3 separate regions of the Mus musculus genome follow, and all the other regions are linked to region 3. A link is a contact called in public HiChIP or PLAC-seq data. All regions are on one chromosome and are shown on one strand. The core of a region is the stretch at or near the end of the contact, and the rest is flanking DNA. Distances in the headings are between cores, read along the strand shown. Region 1 overlaps Alpk3 (alpha-kinase 3). Region 2 overlaps Sec11a (SEC11 homolog A, signal peptidase complex subunit). Region 3 overlaps Zfp592 (zinc finger protein 592).

Region 1 (4,651 bases), core at 736-3,235, 74 kb before region 3:
AGTCCAGGATGGGTTGGAATTCACTACGCAGATCATACTGGCCTGAAATTTATGATAATTCTCTAGATTCTGGCTCAAAGTGCTGGGATTACAGGCATGCACGTCCGTACCTAGCCCGGATGTGGTTCAGTTCGATAGAGATTAAATGCAACCAGACAACTGAACACAGAGACTTTACAGCACTCTCCTCCAACAGGGAAACCCTTGAAGTGCTTGTCAAATGCTGGGGATAACCAGGCATGGTGGCACACACATTTAATCTCAGAATTTAGGAGGCAGAGGCAGGTGGATCTCTGTGAGTTTGAGACCAACCGGGTCTGCATAATGGGTTCCAGGGCAGCTCAGGCTACACAGTGAAATGTCCTGAAGCAAACAGCCAACTTGAGGGTATGTATCTCACAATCTCCAAAGAGCTGTGGGAAATGCATATTTCTTTCCTAGGCATTCAGGATGCTTGAACAAGGGGCTGAGAAGCCGTTGGGCTCGCAGCAGACTATCTGTGGCTCTAACGCCCAAGTCCACAGGGCACTGGGAGAAATTCTGGGTCTTGGTCTTGGTGGTTGTCATGTCCTTCAAGGACTCTGAAGGGGACAGAGGGCTGCATTGACTCCTGCTAAGTGACCCCACACCCCACCCTACCCCCACCCCAGCTCATCTCCCTCCACAGTCTTTAGAAACACCAGCCCTCCATCACCCCCCACAAGCCATGTCTTAAACTGGCAGCAAAGAGGAACAGCATGCAGACTTAGGGAGGATTGTATGCCCCTAAGGACAGAAACCCTGCCAAGGGTGGGCCACGGCATGAAGACATGCCCCCCTACCAGAGGGCCAACATACCTTCACCTTCCTCTCTGGAGATGAAGCCGGACAATACTATGTGGAGAAAAAGAGAGTGCTACTGTCTTCAGGCTGTCTATTTGGGCAGAGCCCCATCCCTGCACAGCACAGCGCTGCCTCCCACAATGCAAGGCCAGGCCAGCTGAGATCCACAGAACACTCACCCTCGGGGCTGAGGCAGAAGTCAGTGGACGCTGAGCCATGCTCGTTTTGGATGGTACAGCGATACACACCACAGTCCGTGGGAGACGCCTGCACGATGGCCAAAGCCGCTGGCCCCTCGTCCCCTGCACTGCAGAGAGCGGAGACCCTTCTCGTGAGGGTCATCACCCAGGGCCTTCGACCCAACTCTCACAGGCTGCTGGGAACCCAGGCTCTGGGAGCCCTGGGAAGGTGGTGAGAGGTTCCAGGTCAGAAACCGGTCCTCAATCACACAGGTGACACTTACTTGCTGTGTGACTTGAGACCCATGATTTAAGACCTCTGAGTTTCAATTTTCTGATCTCCACTTGAAATAAGAGACTCACTCACTGGGACTAGTGTGAGGACAAAATGAGGGGACGGGTTCAAGATGCTAGTCCCCAACATGACTGTAACTGCGGAGCCCGGGCAGGTGGCGGTGCTCTCCAGACAGCTTACCTCCTGTTCACTTCGCCCACTGGGTGCTGATCCTTCGCCCATGTCAAGACTGAGTCACTAACAATGTTGAAAAACTGGCACCAAAGCTTCAGACTACCAGAAGAATCTGGAAACTGTTCCACCCGAATTTTCCGGATCACCTGTGGGGCTGAGAACAGGAGCCCTGTTACAAGACAGAAGCCGACCGACTCCTACCACCCTTGCCCTCTCGGGTCACACCCATTGCATCCTTGGGTATCCTTAGGGAACAGCCTGAGCATTATAAGGTGCTTGTGCTGGAGAGCACGTACCTTAACCAGGGTGGGAGGCAGGGAGACAGGACATAGGGACTCAAGGCTAAGCACGTTCACAGAGACAAGCAGTCAAGAGAGGCTTTTGCATTGGCTGTTGCATTCTCTCTGAACCTGCCTCTGAGTCTTATCTTGGCTGTGGGATCACCATGGAACAAGTCCATAAAGGCAGAGGTGATGGTGGGGCCCCGGAGGCCCCTGAAGCCAAGGCCTGTGCTGAGCTGGGCCTTTGTTTGCATGCTTTGTTCCTGTTTGATCTGGTTTTCAGACAGGGTCTCCCTGAGTAGTACAAGCTGACCTTGAACTTTCAGCCTCCTGCCTTAGTTTCTGGAATGCTGAGAGCAAAGAAGGTCCAACAATACCTGGCCCTCCCTTCACTAGATCTCTCCCTGGCCTTTACCCCTGACAGTGCCCCGTCACTGTCACCTCCCTTCCTGGCGCTCTAGGCCCCTCAGATAGCTCCTGCAGTGCTGTTTCTCAAGGAACTACTGCCTCTTAGCAGGGAGGTGCCCCTCACAGGGTGGTACTCACAGTAGGGCCCTGTGTTGACAGCTTCCCCTGCCCCGCTCCTGGCACTCACCTTTTAGCAGGTCCTTAGCTTTCCTTTGCTTGGCCAGAGCTTCCTGCTTGCCTTCATCCACCGCAGGCTCTGAGTCCAGGCCACTGTCTTTGGATCTGGAGACCAAGTCTCCAGTTGCAGGCTCTTCTTCTGCGCCAGGCACCTCTAACATGCTGGCTTTTCGGGCCTGGGTAGGGGACCGTCTCTCCCGCCCTGGAGTCCCTGGTGACCCAGGTGTCAGGCCCTTCCTGGGTCCCCGGGGGGAAACCGTGGGGCTCTCCCTTTCTTCAGCCTTGTTTGCCTCTCCATCTGACCCTGCTCTGACCTTAGGGAGGAACCTCTTCCTCCGGGCCCCCAGAGCCAGTTCCTCGGGTGTAGCTGCAGGGAGACCCGTCAAAGCCTCCCCTGGCATTGCTTCTTCTTGGCAGGGCTCCTGGGTTCTGCTTTCCACTGTGTGCCCCTCCACTTCCCCTAGCAGTCCCTTCTTGTCACTTTCCTGCGAAGTCCTCTCCTCGGAATCCTCTCCCGCAGATCCTTCCTCACCCACCACAATGGCAGGGATGGTGAGGGGGGTGGGGCACGGGCCCCGAGAGCACTGGGCAGCAGCCAGAGCCTGCTGGCCAGCCTGTACCTCACGGTCCAGAAGGCCAGTAAGGCGGCGGGAGGTGCAGGGGCTCAGCAACAGGGTCTGTGCACTCTGCACTAAGTGATTGTTCTCCACGCGTTCCAGGATTCGCCTCGACGTCCTGGGACTCAGCCCAGCCACCTCCATGGTGGGGACCAGAGTAGAGGAGGAGGTTAAGCCCCCGGTGTCTGCCACTTCCTGGGACTCGGCCCTGGCTTCACTTGTCTCTGGACTGGATAGCTTCAGCAGCAGAAGCAAGTAGTTCTTCAGGGAATCTATAAGGCCAGGGTCACAGCTCCGGGTACCTGAGGACCTCCCGTCCACATTTGGCTCCTTGGCACAGGCTCCCTCACTGCTAGTAGCCATGGCTTCTGGTGGGTGACTCTGAGTGGGGGACCCTGGCCCCAATTGCAGAGTGGGAGCAGAACTCGGAAAGTCCTGGTCCCTGGAGGGGAGGGGGACATCTGTGTTTGTGTGCAGAGAAGCTGCGGTGCCTGGTAGCTCCTCCTGCAGACTACTGGTTAGGCCCGTCCCAGGAAGAGAAGGCATGGCAGGCACCTCCTGACTCAAGCCAGTTGAATGCCCACCAGAGAGACCCACATGAAGCGGTTCCTGGGGCTGCTCCTTCTTGGGGCACTGAGACAGGCTGTCCTCTTGCTCTGACCTTTGATGTGTTTGTCCTCCCAAATGCTCTGAGTGCCCCTCGGGAGGCAACTGTGTTGGGTAGGTACGGTTCCCTGATGGGGGGCCTAGCAGCCCATCCTCATGGCTTCTGAAGGCTGCCTCTTCAGACCGCAGCATCAAGTCAGATCTTTCTTGGACACAGGGTGCCTCTGTGCTCTTCTCAAAACATTCTATAGCCTGGGACTCTCTAGGGCATCCTGATGGTGAGCCTTTGAGAGCTCCAGGAAGTGAGCTGAGGCTGGCCATGGACAACTGCTCTGATTGGGTTTCGAAAGCTACAGGAATGCTGCCTGCTGCTGACTGTGTCTCTTTTTCTTCCTCCTGTATCCTTGCGTCTCCAGGGTCTTGCTGCCACCTCTCACCTGCCTGCATCTGTCCTACCTGCATATCCACTCTTCTCTGTGTCACCAAATTCTTCCATGAACTCCTGTCTGACTGTGGCCTCTCACTTCCTTGTGTCACAACGTCCGTCGGTGCCTTCTCACCTGCCTGTGTCCTTGGCGAAGCGTGTGCTCTGTCTTGTGCTCCGTCTCCCTGAGTCCTCCCATCCACTTGCAGCTTTCCATCTGTGTGTGTTTTCTTCCTGCTTCCAGTTCTCCCATCCACAAGTGTCCTTCCATCTTCCTGAGTTTCTGTATCCATGGGCTCCGTGGCCCCTTGATTTCCAGAGCTGTCGTGATCAACAGAGACGGTATCGGAGCTGCTGTTGGCAGACTTGGTGGGAGCCACGGTTGCTGGGGACTCCAGAGCCTAAAAACACATGGCCAAAAGCACAGTCTTAACGACACGTGTTGGTCTCTGTGCAGCTGGCATCCCAGCTTTCTCTGATCTCATCCAGAACTGCTCTGCAGGGAATCTTGCCGCTACCCAGTCCATGGCCCAGACACGCTGAGAACCCAAAAGAACCCAAAGCTTCAGTCTTGATCCCAGAAACTCGATTAAAGAATATCTAGAACCCAGGCCCGTCTGGCCGTCTGACCTCTTCCTGAAGAAACCTGCCAATCTTGAAAGACTCTT
Region 2 (4,616 bases), core at 1,735-4,234, 100 kb after region 3:
TCTGTGGCAGTGTTGGTCACACTGGTGTAGTGCAGCCGGCTCCTTCACCACTCACTTCTCAGCTCTCTCTATTTGAGCAGTCCAGCTGTCAGCACTCTGTTAGCCAATTAAAGAATTGCTATTAGGCATGATGAGTTCCTAGTGCTTGGTAACAAGAGCTGATGCTGTACACTCAATGCCATGAGGGTGTTTGGTGACTTGTGTTTCCTTATTCCTAAGGCAAGATGGGCATATCAAGTTTTTAACCAAAGGAGATAATAATGCTGTTGATGACCGAGGTCTCTATAAACAAGGACAACACTGGCTGGAGAAGAAAGATGTTGTGGGGAGAGCAAGAGGGTGAGTACCCAAGGGAATGTCATGGGCTTTTCGTATTACTTTAAACATGGTCTTACTGTGTATGACTGGGTGCATAACTGTTGGTCCTGGTTATGCCAAGTCACCTTTTTGTCCTTTAGAAGATATAAATCTTAAAGTTCACTTAAGTCGTAGGGCAGGAATGGGGTGCAATAAGAGAGTCAAATGCTAGTGCTGAGATGGCATAGTGGATATCACAATTAAAATATTGGCCAGGTGCAGTGCTACATACCTGTAATTCCAGCTCCTGAGAGGTAGACCAAGAGGACCAGAGTTCAAGGCCAGACTCACTAAGAAGCCCATGTTAGTCTGGTGTATGGATCTACGAGCTCTCTTTTAATATTTTATTATAAATGCCTTTTAAGATTAAATTCTGTTATAGTTAGTCTCCCCAGTGTTCCAAGATCCCAGAAGCCGCTGAGTTTAAGGCTAGCTGGCTACCTGAGACCCTTGCTCTAAAAATAAGAATCATGTATTCAATTCACCCAAGGAGCATTGATATCTGTACTTGGCTAGGCTATTAGGTTTCAGAATAGTATTACTGCTTCATGAAACAAGTTATTAAAGTCTTAGTCAATTTAAATTGTTCCTATGAATTAGTCTTATTGTGTTAATATAGCCTATATTGTTTTATTTCAGGCTTGAAGTTGATGAGATCAAATGAAATTTTTAAATTATATTAAGCCTGTTTATTTCAGATATTATCAGGAGAACAGATCAGTGGAGGACAGGAATTGTAAGTTACTGGTGTAAGGAAGTATGGACTTACTACTTTAATGTATTAATAGTATTAACAATAACTCACCTTTATTAGGGCTTGCTAGTTCCAGACTCATTATATGTGCCTTATAAATATTGCTTCATTTTAACCTTCAAACAATTCTAAGATTTCCATTCTGCAGATGAGGAAACTCAGACAAGCCATGTTATGTATCTAAGATCACGCTGGTGGTGGATTTAAGTGGCTGGCCTGGTGTCCCTCACGTGGGTGGGTGGGTGCTGGTTCTCTGTTTAGGTGCTTCACAGCATTCTTACTGATGTCTGAGCATCCCCTCCTTACTGCATAAATCAAGCATGTACTGTCACCTCACTGTGACACTATGCTGTGCAGAACAGGTGGCTGTTTCTGAAAGGAAGTTTATTCAATTGTAGTATGAGAAATGTAAAGGAATCCCAGATCAGAACAAGGACTACTGTGTTGTTTTGTCTGCGAGTGTGTGTGTGTGTGTGTGTGTGTGTGTGTGTGTACAACTTAAGGGGAACTTTTATATCCTATGTTCAAGCTAAACACAATCTACATTAGGTCATCAGTGGCTTTGAGAAATAGATTTCCAAATTTCCTCATTCCCAAAGATGCGCCTATCATTTTCAGACTCCTCCATCTCTTTAGTGTTTGTTTTTCCTCGAGTTGTAAACCTGCAGGTACATTTAGAATAACAAGGAAGCCCCAGTTGCCGCAGACCCTCTGGGTCCCTATGTCTGCGTGGAACAGGTCTCTAGTCACAGGTGGGCAAAGCGTTGGATGAGATGACAGACAGATGCACACAGGAGAGGTTGTGTAGAACCTGAATGTAATGTCAGGTCGAGCATCGAACTTTTTATAGTACAGAGAATGCAAGGGGTTGGAAGTCACAGCAGGCAAGGTACATTGCCGTTACCAGGTACAAAACAAAGGAATGACTTCAAAAGGATTTACAGGAACCAGGTAAATGTTTACAGTAAAGATAAAGCAGTCCTACCTAGGGTCAGCTTAGTGACAGGCAAGAGTTTCACACTCTAGTGTCATACCTTTGAACCTTGTGAAGGCTAGCACCAGGGGGTTCTTCTCTTGGCAGACCTCAAGAATAATGCAGTATCACAACCCCCCTAATTTCCTAGGCCTTGCTAAATTCTTATATGAGTGTAACTTTTAAGTATCTGGAGAATCTCCATTTGTCAGGAGAATATACCAACTTGTTTTTAATATGCAATGTAGCCTTACTGAAGATTTCTATCTCAATGAGATTCCCTGGCTCTTTCTGCAGACCAGTTGAGCCACTGGCTCTGTCTATTGTAATGCTTAGTTAGTTACTGAATAGGTTAACTTCCTTACTGCCTTCTCACAGGATTCTAAGCTCGGGCAGCTTCTGGGATCTTGGAACACTGGGGAGACTAACTATAACAGAATTTAATCTTAAAAGGCATTTATAATAAAATATTAAAAGAGAGCTCGTAGATCCATACACCAGACTAATTCGGGAATAGAATATGAGTATATGGATAAACTCCAGGAGGTGAGCTTCCTTGAAACTCTCTGCCTCGTGAGTGGCTTTTAGGCTTCACAGCCTGTCAAGCTGACTCGACCTGAGTGCGTGGCACCCAGTCACTGGAAAGTGGGGTTGCTTTACTTTCTTCCACTGCCATTAATTTTTTGAGAGGTTTTCGCTGTGTAACTCACTCTGTAGACCAGGCCAGCCTCAAACTCAGAGATCCACCTGCCTCTGCCTCCCAAGTGCTGGGATTCAAGGCGTGCACCACCACGCCTGACAACATTTGTTATATAAGAGAATAGTCACACTATTGTACATGTAATGACCTTTTCACTCCAAGGCCATTAGTGTACTTACACATCAATACACTTATCATCACTCACAGAGCTAGCTCTCCAGTCCCTGGGAAGCTCAGATGGCTACTGGCTGTCCTAGCATTGGCCCTGGTTAGCACTATTTCTAGTTTGCTTTTGTGAACACTGCTGTTGTTAGATATATCCAGTAGTTCTACCCAGTCTTCCCAGTAAAAATATAAAAAACAGTTACTAAGTAAAGAATATGCACATTTTAACACTTTTTGACAAATTCTTTCTGTGTGCTTCTTCTGTGTAAGAATGTCCCTTTGTGTGCATTTGGTTCTTCTTTGTCTGTCACTGTGGCTGCCTAGGCAGCCCTGGGTTGGGTTAAAAAAAAAAAAGACATATTATTTTCCAGGTTAGAGTACTCAGGCTTCCTCCCTAGGAACTTCTTTTTGAAGAATTTTTTTAAAGTTCTAAACTATATAAAATTTAAACTAAAATCTCAATTTTGGCAGTATAAACCCTTTAGTGGCTTTTAATAAAAAATGTAATAATGTGAGTTAAGTATTGATTCTATGAAATATAAACCACCTGGGACGTGGACAGCTGGCAGACAGGCTTTTCTGCCCAACTCACTTCTCATCGACTCTCCTGCCTCTGAGCTCGACACCTAATGTAATGAGTCACCTTCCTTTGTGGAAATTGTATTTGTAAAACACTAAGCTGATATCTCAGAGTCGAGCTGTACCTCACTCTTTCAGGTGAGCCTGGTCTGTGGTACAGCTACCTCTCAGTGAAAAAAGGGGGGTTTCTGGTTTACTCCACACTGACACCAATGGTTCTGAGCCGATTATGTCTAAAAATGTTACTGAAACAGAATTCACATGTAAGAGTCTCTATTTTAAGGGGCATAGTTCACAGATTTTAGTATATCTACAAGTTTGTGCAACCAACACTACTATCTAATTCCAGATCATTTCTCTCGACACTCTTAGCAGGCGCAGGCCACGCCCTTCTTCCTGCAGCTGCTGACAGTGCTAACCTGCAGTGTAGGCATGGCTCGTGGGGTGTCTTGTGTAGACAGTATCACAGTTGTGGTCTTCTGCGTTTGGTTTCTCTTACCTATCCTAATTTTCAAGGTTAATTCATCTTGTAGCATGTAATAAAATTTTTAGAAATGAAACTAATACTGTACCAACTAAAACTACTTAATAGAGATGACTTTGGGAAACCAGAAAGTTGGATCTGTTAATCACAGAAAAGAAAGCAGTGTCAGAAAAAGAGGAGAGAAGGGCAGGAGAGTTGGTACAAATGCTGCAGTGATAAAGAATGAGATAAAGGAGGGAACGGGACAGTGACGCTGGAGGCTTCCAGACAATGCTGTCCCCACAGAAGAGGAAGTATTCTTAACAGGAAGTAAAGTGCATCGGGCAAAATGGCTGCCCCTAAAGTGTGCCACAGGCTTTGATGATAAAGTGGAAATGCTAATTAACTTGATGTGTTTAGTGTACACTGTATATATGTATTAAAATACCCCATAAAAACTGATAGGCCATAAAATGCATGTAAATCACATGTGAATAAAATGTAAAGCTTGTGTCTAGGTGCCGTGGCACATGTGTAGTCGTAGATGCTTGGGGAAGCTGTTTGCAGCAGCAAAGTGAGACCCTATTTTGAGAATTTAAAATATGGGGCTGGATAGTTGGCTCAG
Region 3 (4,615 bases), core at 1,106-3,605:
CACAAAGATCCACCTGTCTCTGTCTCCCAAATGCAGGAACCAAAGGTGTGCTCCACCACACCCAGCTGCTGCTGCTTCTATTAAAACCTCTTTTAAAACATTTTTTAAGTATATGAATGTTTTGCTCACATGTCCATCTGCACAGCATGTGTGAGCCTAGTGCCTCTGTCCGTAAGAAGGGGGCAGACACCAGATCCCGTTATGGAAGGTTGTGGACCACTATGTGAATGCTTGGAATCAACTGAGATCCTTTGCAAGAACAAGTGCCAGTAGCTGCTGAGCCATCTCTACAGCTTGCTTAACAAAGACAATAAGATAGAAATAGAAAATATCATAAGATAAAGCTATACCATCTATAGTCTTAGAGAACTGACCTCAAGGCTGAGGGGATGGATCCTTCTATCTGGCTGCCTGCATCTAGAGACTCCAGGACCACAGTAAGTGGGAGGGTCATGTGAGGCAGGAAGATCAGAAGGTCAAGGTTATCCTTTCTTACATAGAAGATTCAAGGCCTAGACTAATACCTAGGAGAATGGGTAAATATTTGACTATTACTTAATCAACAAAACATGGTTGATAATCTACATAGCAACAAAGAAAATTATCTGTAACTGAAAAAAGACTAATGCAAAAGTATCATCACATGATAACAATATATTATAACATTAAGTATTTGTTGAAGCTATCATTGAAAAGAAAACTGTTTAGGGTAATGAAATTACTAACAAGTTATTTTAGTTAGTGAACATCTGCTGCACTAATAAGTTCCTTCTATAAAATTTAAAAAGAAGAGAAAAAGAAGAGAGGGACTAGAACCACAAGGGAGGCAGGCAGCATGATCTGTTACCAGGCCCTGATATCAACAGGTTTGCAGGTTTGCTTTTTCACATCACAACCACCCACACTCCAAACCTCCACAAAGCATATCTCCCTGCCTAGGAGTTCTCATGGAAATGAAGAAAGTATATTCCCTACCCTTGGGAAGATATCCAGTTATGGATAAATAAAATAGCAATTATTTAATCAGGGTCAGCAGACTGCCTCACTGGAATGAGATTAAAGTTTTCAATTGAACAGATATTTGTCTCCTGGACTAGGTGCTGGAGTCCTTAAACAACAGGCAGATCCCAGCATCCGACTGCCAAGCGAACTGATGTGCAGGGCAGCATAACTACGAAGAAATGCTTTGGGACCTTTGCTTCAGACGCTTCCTCCCTCCATTTCTTCCTGCCTTTCAATGCCTAAGGGGAGAAAGCTGAAGAAAGGTGGGACCGATTGGTCCTGCAGTGCTGGGGAAAAGCACACAATGGTCGGGAGTAAACCATTTGCTGGAGCCCAGTGTCCTTCAGAAAAGGACAAGGGTTTGATGAAGAGTTATTACATCAGAGTAAGTAATATTCTCTATAACTTTAATTTTTTAATGGCAATTTTTTGTGGTTTTATTTATTTATTTATTTATTTATTTATTTATTTATTTATTGGTTGTTTTGTTTTGTTTTGTTTTTCAAGACAGGGTTTCTCTGTGTAGCCCTGGCTGTCCTGGAACTCACTCTGTAGACCAGGCTGACCTTGAACTCAGAAATCCACCTGCTTCTGCCTCCCAAGTGCTGGGATTAAAGGTGTGTGCCACCACGCCCGACTTTAATGACTATTTTTAATGATGGTTTTGAAACACTAACTTTTAGTCCACCACCCACTAAAGGTAGTGGAAAAGAAAGGATACAGGAAAGGTAGACCTGTTTAGAAATGGTTCTTTGAAACAACTCCAGTCTGTGTTGTCTGAAAATTGGCAGTTTAGTTCACAGGTTAGCAGCAGCAGCTCGATCCACTCGTAAACACTTAACTGAAATATTAGCAGTCCAGTTTGGTAGAGTGGGGTTAGCACCAACGGTGGCAAGACCTAGCAGGAATAGCCAGGCCTCAGCCTCGGCTAGAGTCAGCAGGAGGGACCAGCGCCAATAAGAACGCCAGGAAAGTTCTCTGCTCTGCCTCCCTTCACTGAGGGAGCACAGATCAGTGAAGACGTGAGAGCGACAAGCGTCCGCTACCTAAGTAAGCCAGGATCCGCCCCCCATGTTTGTCCTTTTCATATTCCCCCTTGTCTCAGCATGTGACTTGTTTCGGCTGACTTCACTCTGCCAATCAACCCGAGTCCAAGGAAGTAGTAAGAAACTGTAGCACACCACCAAAGGTTTTTTGGTATGTTTTTACAAACATAGTTCAACTATGTAATGTAAGGTAGAACAATATGTGCCTGTTGATAGCAAAGAATCTTTCATCATATGTCCTTCTGCATGCTTGTTTTAGTAAAACATCATTTTACCTGTCTGTGTTAGTGAAACATTCTTTCACAAGTGTCTTAGCCTTTCATCTGAGTCCATTCTAACTAAACATTTCTTCACATGTTTGCCCCAGCAAACACCATCCAACACAAATGACTTTCTAAAAAACCCTTAAGTTTCCGCTTCAGTTCTCCCACAGGAATTCGTCATGGGTTTGCAGAAAATGATCAGACATAAAATATATTTGCTAGAAGTCAGTTAGCTAGTACAGGAGTGCTAGTGTGTACCTACAGTCTCACCTCTCGGGAAGGCTGAGGTAGGAGATTAAGAGAAGGCTAGCCTGAGCTATAGCAAGACTTCATCTCAAAAAATAACAAAACTGCGGGCATGGTGGCGCATGCCTTTAATCCCAGCACCTGGAGGCAGAGGCAGGTAGATTTCTGAGTTCGAGGCCAGCCTGGTCTACAAAGTGAGTTCCAGGACAGCCAGGGCCACACAGAGAAACCCTGTCTCAGAAAAAACAAAACAAAGATAGGTGTGGTGGGTGGGTGGAAGCTGGAGGGTCAGGAGGTCAAGGCCAGTTGCAGTTATGTCTGAGGTCAGCCTGAGCGCTACAGGAGAGCTTGCTTCACAGTTCTCTTTCTTAGCAGGGCAGTGGTGTCGCACTTTAATCCCAGAATTCTAGAAGCAGAGACAGATCTTAAGTCAAACCCAGCATGGTCTATCTACAGAGTGAGTTCTGGGACAGCCAAGACTACACAGAGAAACCATGTCTCAATAAATAAATAAATAAATAAATAAATAAATAAAGTAATACTCCCAAGTGTTACAGAGTTTTGGTAAAAATCATATATAAGTAATAATTTATGTGACCTGTTAGAAGAGCAATTTAACAATACATAAGCAAAAACTACAATTACAACTTCCTCTAGGATCTACTAGTTTTTCTAGGAACTTTTACCAAATACTTTAGTAAGGAATAAAAAACATCTTAATTTTGAATGGATTCTCACCAAGTGTAACTGACCAATTAGAATTCTTTAAAAGATAAAAATAATATATAATTTTATACGACTATAGCAAAATTAGAAGGTAGAATTTCTTGCCTTTAGCAAAATCCTACATTAAAACATAGCAACTGAACACCATAGGATCTGAGTGAATATACACCATATGGATACATACATGTCCATTTGTGCACATGGATGTGACTGTCATTTCTAGATAACTACAAAAAAAATAAAAAGATGTTAACTCACTGACCAATTCTAGTATCAAGTTTAATGCTTTCATAAGTTCCCTAAAATGATGGATCTCAACCCATGGGATTATCTGCTATGCTTTGGATCTTAAATATCTCCCAAGGATTGGCATTTTGAAAGCTTGGTTAGCAACCATGGCTGTACTGAACGGTGATGACGCTTAGGAGAAGGAAGTCAGACTAGAGGCACTTTTGAAGGGGATATTTCATTCCTAGCCCATTTTTGTTTCACAGAGGCCATGAGATCAGTTACTCTACCACAAGTTTCCTCAATCAAGTTATGTTGCTTTGTCTCAGGCCCAAAGCAACAAGGCAAACTGATCATGGACTGAATTCTCAGAAATTATTAACCTAGAAAACAACAATAAAAAAAAGGGACAAAACCTTGATTTTTTTGAACCATGATCTCACATTATATATTTAGAATAATGAATTTAAACAATGCTGTTCATATATAAAGAGGTCAGCTGTACTGACTAGCTTCATGTGAACTTGGTACAAGCAAGACTATTATAGGAGAGAGCACCTCAACTGAGAAACTGCCCCACTAGATTGGCGTATGGGCAAGCGTGTAATTGGTTTTCTTGACTGACGATTGATGTAGGAGGGCCAGCTCACTACGGATGGTGTCATCCCTGGGCTGCTGGTCCTGGGTGTCCTAAGAAAGCAGGCTGAGCAAGCCATAAGAAGCAAGGCAGCCAGCAGCGCTCTTCCATGGCCTCTGTATCGGTTCTTGCCCTGCCTTCCTTCTATGATAGACTCATAAGCTAGAAGATGAAATAAACCCTTTCTTCCTCACGTTGCTTTTGGTCATGGTATTTATCACAGAAAAAGAAAGGGCGTGGTGGCGCACGCCTTTAATCCCAGCACTCGGGAGGCAGAGGCAGGAGGATTTCTGAGTTTGAGGCCAGCCTGGTCTACAAAGTGAGTTCTAGGACAGCCAGGGCTATACAAGAAACCCTGTCTCAAAAAACAAAAAACAAACATACAAAAAAAGAAACCCTAGTTAAGACAACTAGATATCAGTTTAGAATAGCCCCTTAAAACACAGCATCGCTTTTTCATTGCACAT

Evidence for each region. HiChIP or PLAC-seq counts read pairs in DNA pulled down with a chosen protein or histone mark.
Region 1: an H3K27ac HiChIP or PLAC-seq map of embryonic stem cells shows a contact between it and region 3, with 9 read pairs. The contact joins two enhancer-like sites. A contact is called at or near these places in 1 of 484 Hi-C or Micro-C datasets (nephron progenitors), 3 of 115 datasets of contacts at active chromatin or transcription factors (double positive thymocytes and embryonic stem cells) and 2 of 9 other capture datasets (adipose tissue and pancreatic islet).
Region 2: a contact with region 3 is called in an H3K27ac HiChIP or PLAC-seq map of embryonic stem cells, with 10 read pairs. The contact joins two enhancer-like sites. A contact is called at or near these places in 4 of 15 datasets of contacts at CTCF or cohesin (CD8 T cells, the NIH/3T3 cell line, large pre-B cells and 1 more), 7 of 484 Hi-C or Micro-C datasets (the AML12 cell line, MC3T3-E1-derived osteoblasts, bone marrow-derived macrophages and 4 more), 8 of 115 datasets of contacts at active chromatin or transcription factors (CD8 T cells, astrocytes, embryonic stem cells and 3 more) and 3 of 9 other capture datasets (adipose tissue, liver and pancreatic islet).

The regions. Positions count from the first base shown.
Region 1 is chr7:81,091,880-81,096,530 of GRCm38.p6, reverse strand. It overlaps Alpk3 (alpha-kinase 3), which reads right to left. Exons shown (of 14, transcript NM_054085.2): 6 at 2,347-4,384; 7 at 1,477-1,624; 8 at 1,002-1,129; 9 at 838-873. All of the region lies in intron 2 of Gm51490 (a long non-coding RNA gene), which reads left to right. Among named protein-coding and RNA genes, the nearest start is that of Gm51490, 18 kb to the left of the region's middle. Within about 2 kb of position 1,985, at least 9 of the 459 cell types and tissues checked have an H3K27ac peak or open chromatin away from gene starts, as enhancers often do. A contact at or near this core is called in embryonic stem cells, where this site is marked.
Region 2 is chr7:80,918,824-80,923,439 of GRCm38.p6, reverse strand. Sec11a (SEC11 homolog A, signal peptidase complex subunit) reads left to right here. Exons shown (of 6, transcript NM_019951.1): 4 at 220-339. All of the region lies in intron 2 of Gm51451 (a long non-coding RNA gene), which reads right to left. Among named protein-coding and RNA genes, the nearest start is that of Gm51451, 11 kb to the right of the region's middle. Within about 2 kb of position 2,984, at least 99 of the 459 cell types and tissues checked have an H3K27ac peak or open chromatin away from gene starts, as enhancers often do. A contact at or near this core is called in embryonic stem cells, where this site is marked.
Region 3 is chr7:81,017,946-81,022,560 of GRCm38.p6, reverse strand. All of the region lies in intron 2 of Zfp592 (zinc finger protein 592), which reads right to left. Among named protein-coding and RNA genes, the nearest start is that of Zfp592, 27 kb to the right of the region's middle. Within about 2 kb of position 2,355, at least 7 of the 459 cell types and tissues checked have an H3K27ac peak or open chromatin away from gene starts, as enhancers often do. A contact at or near this core is called in embryonic stem cells, where this site is marked.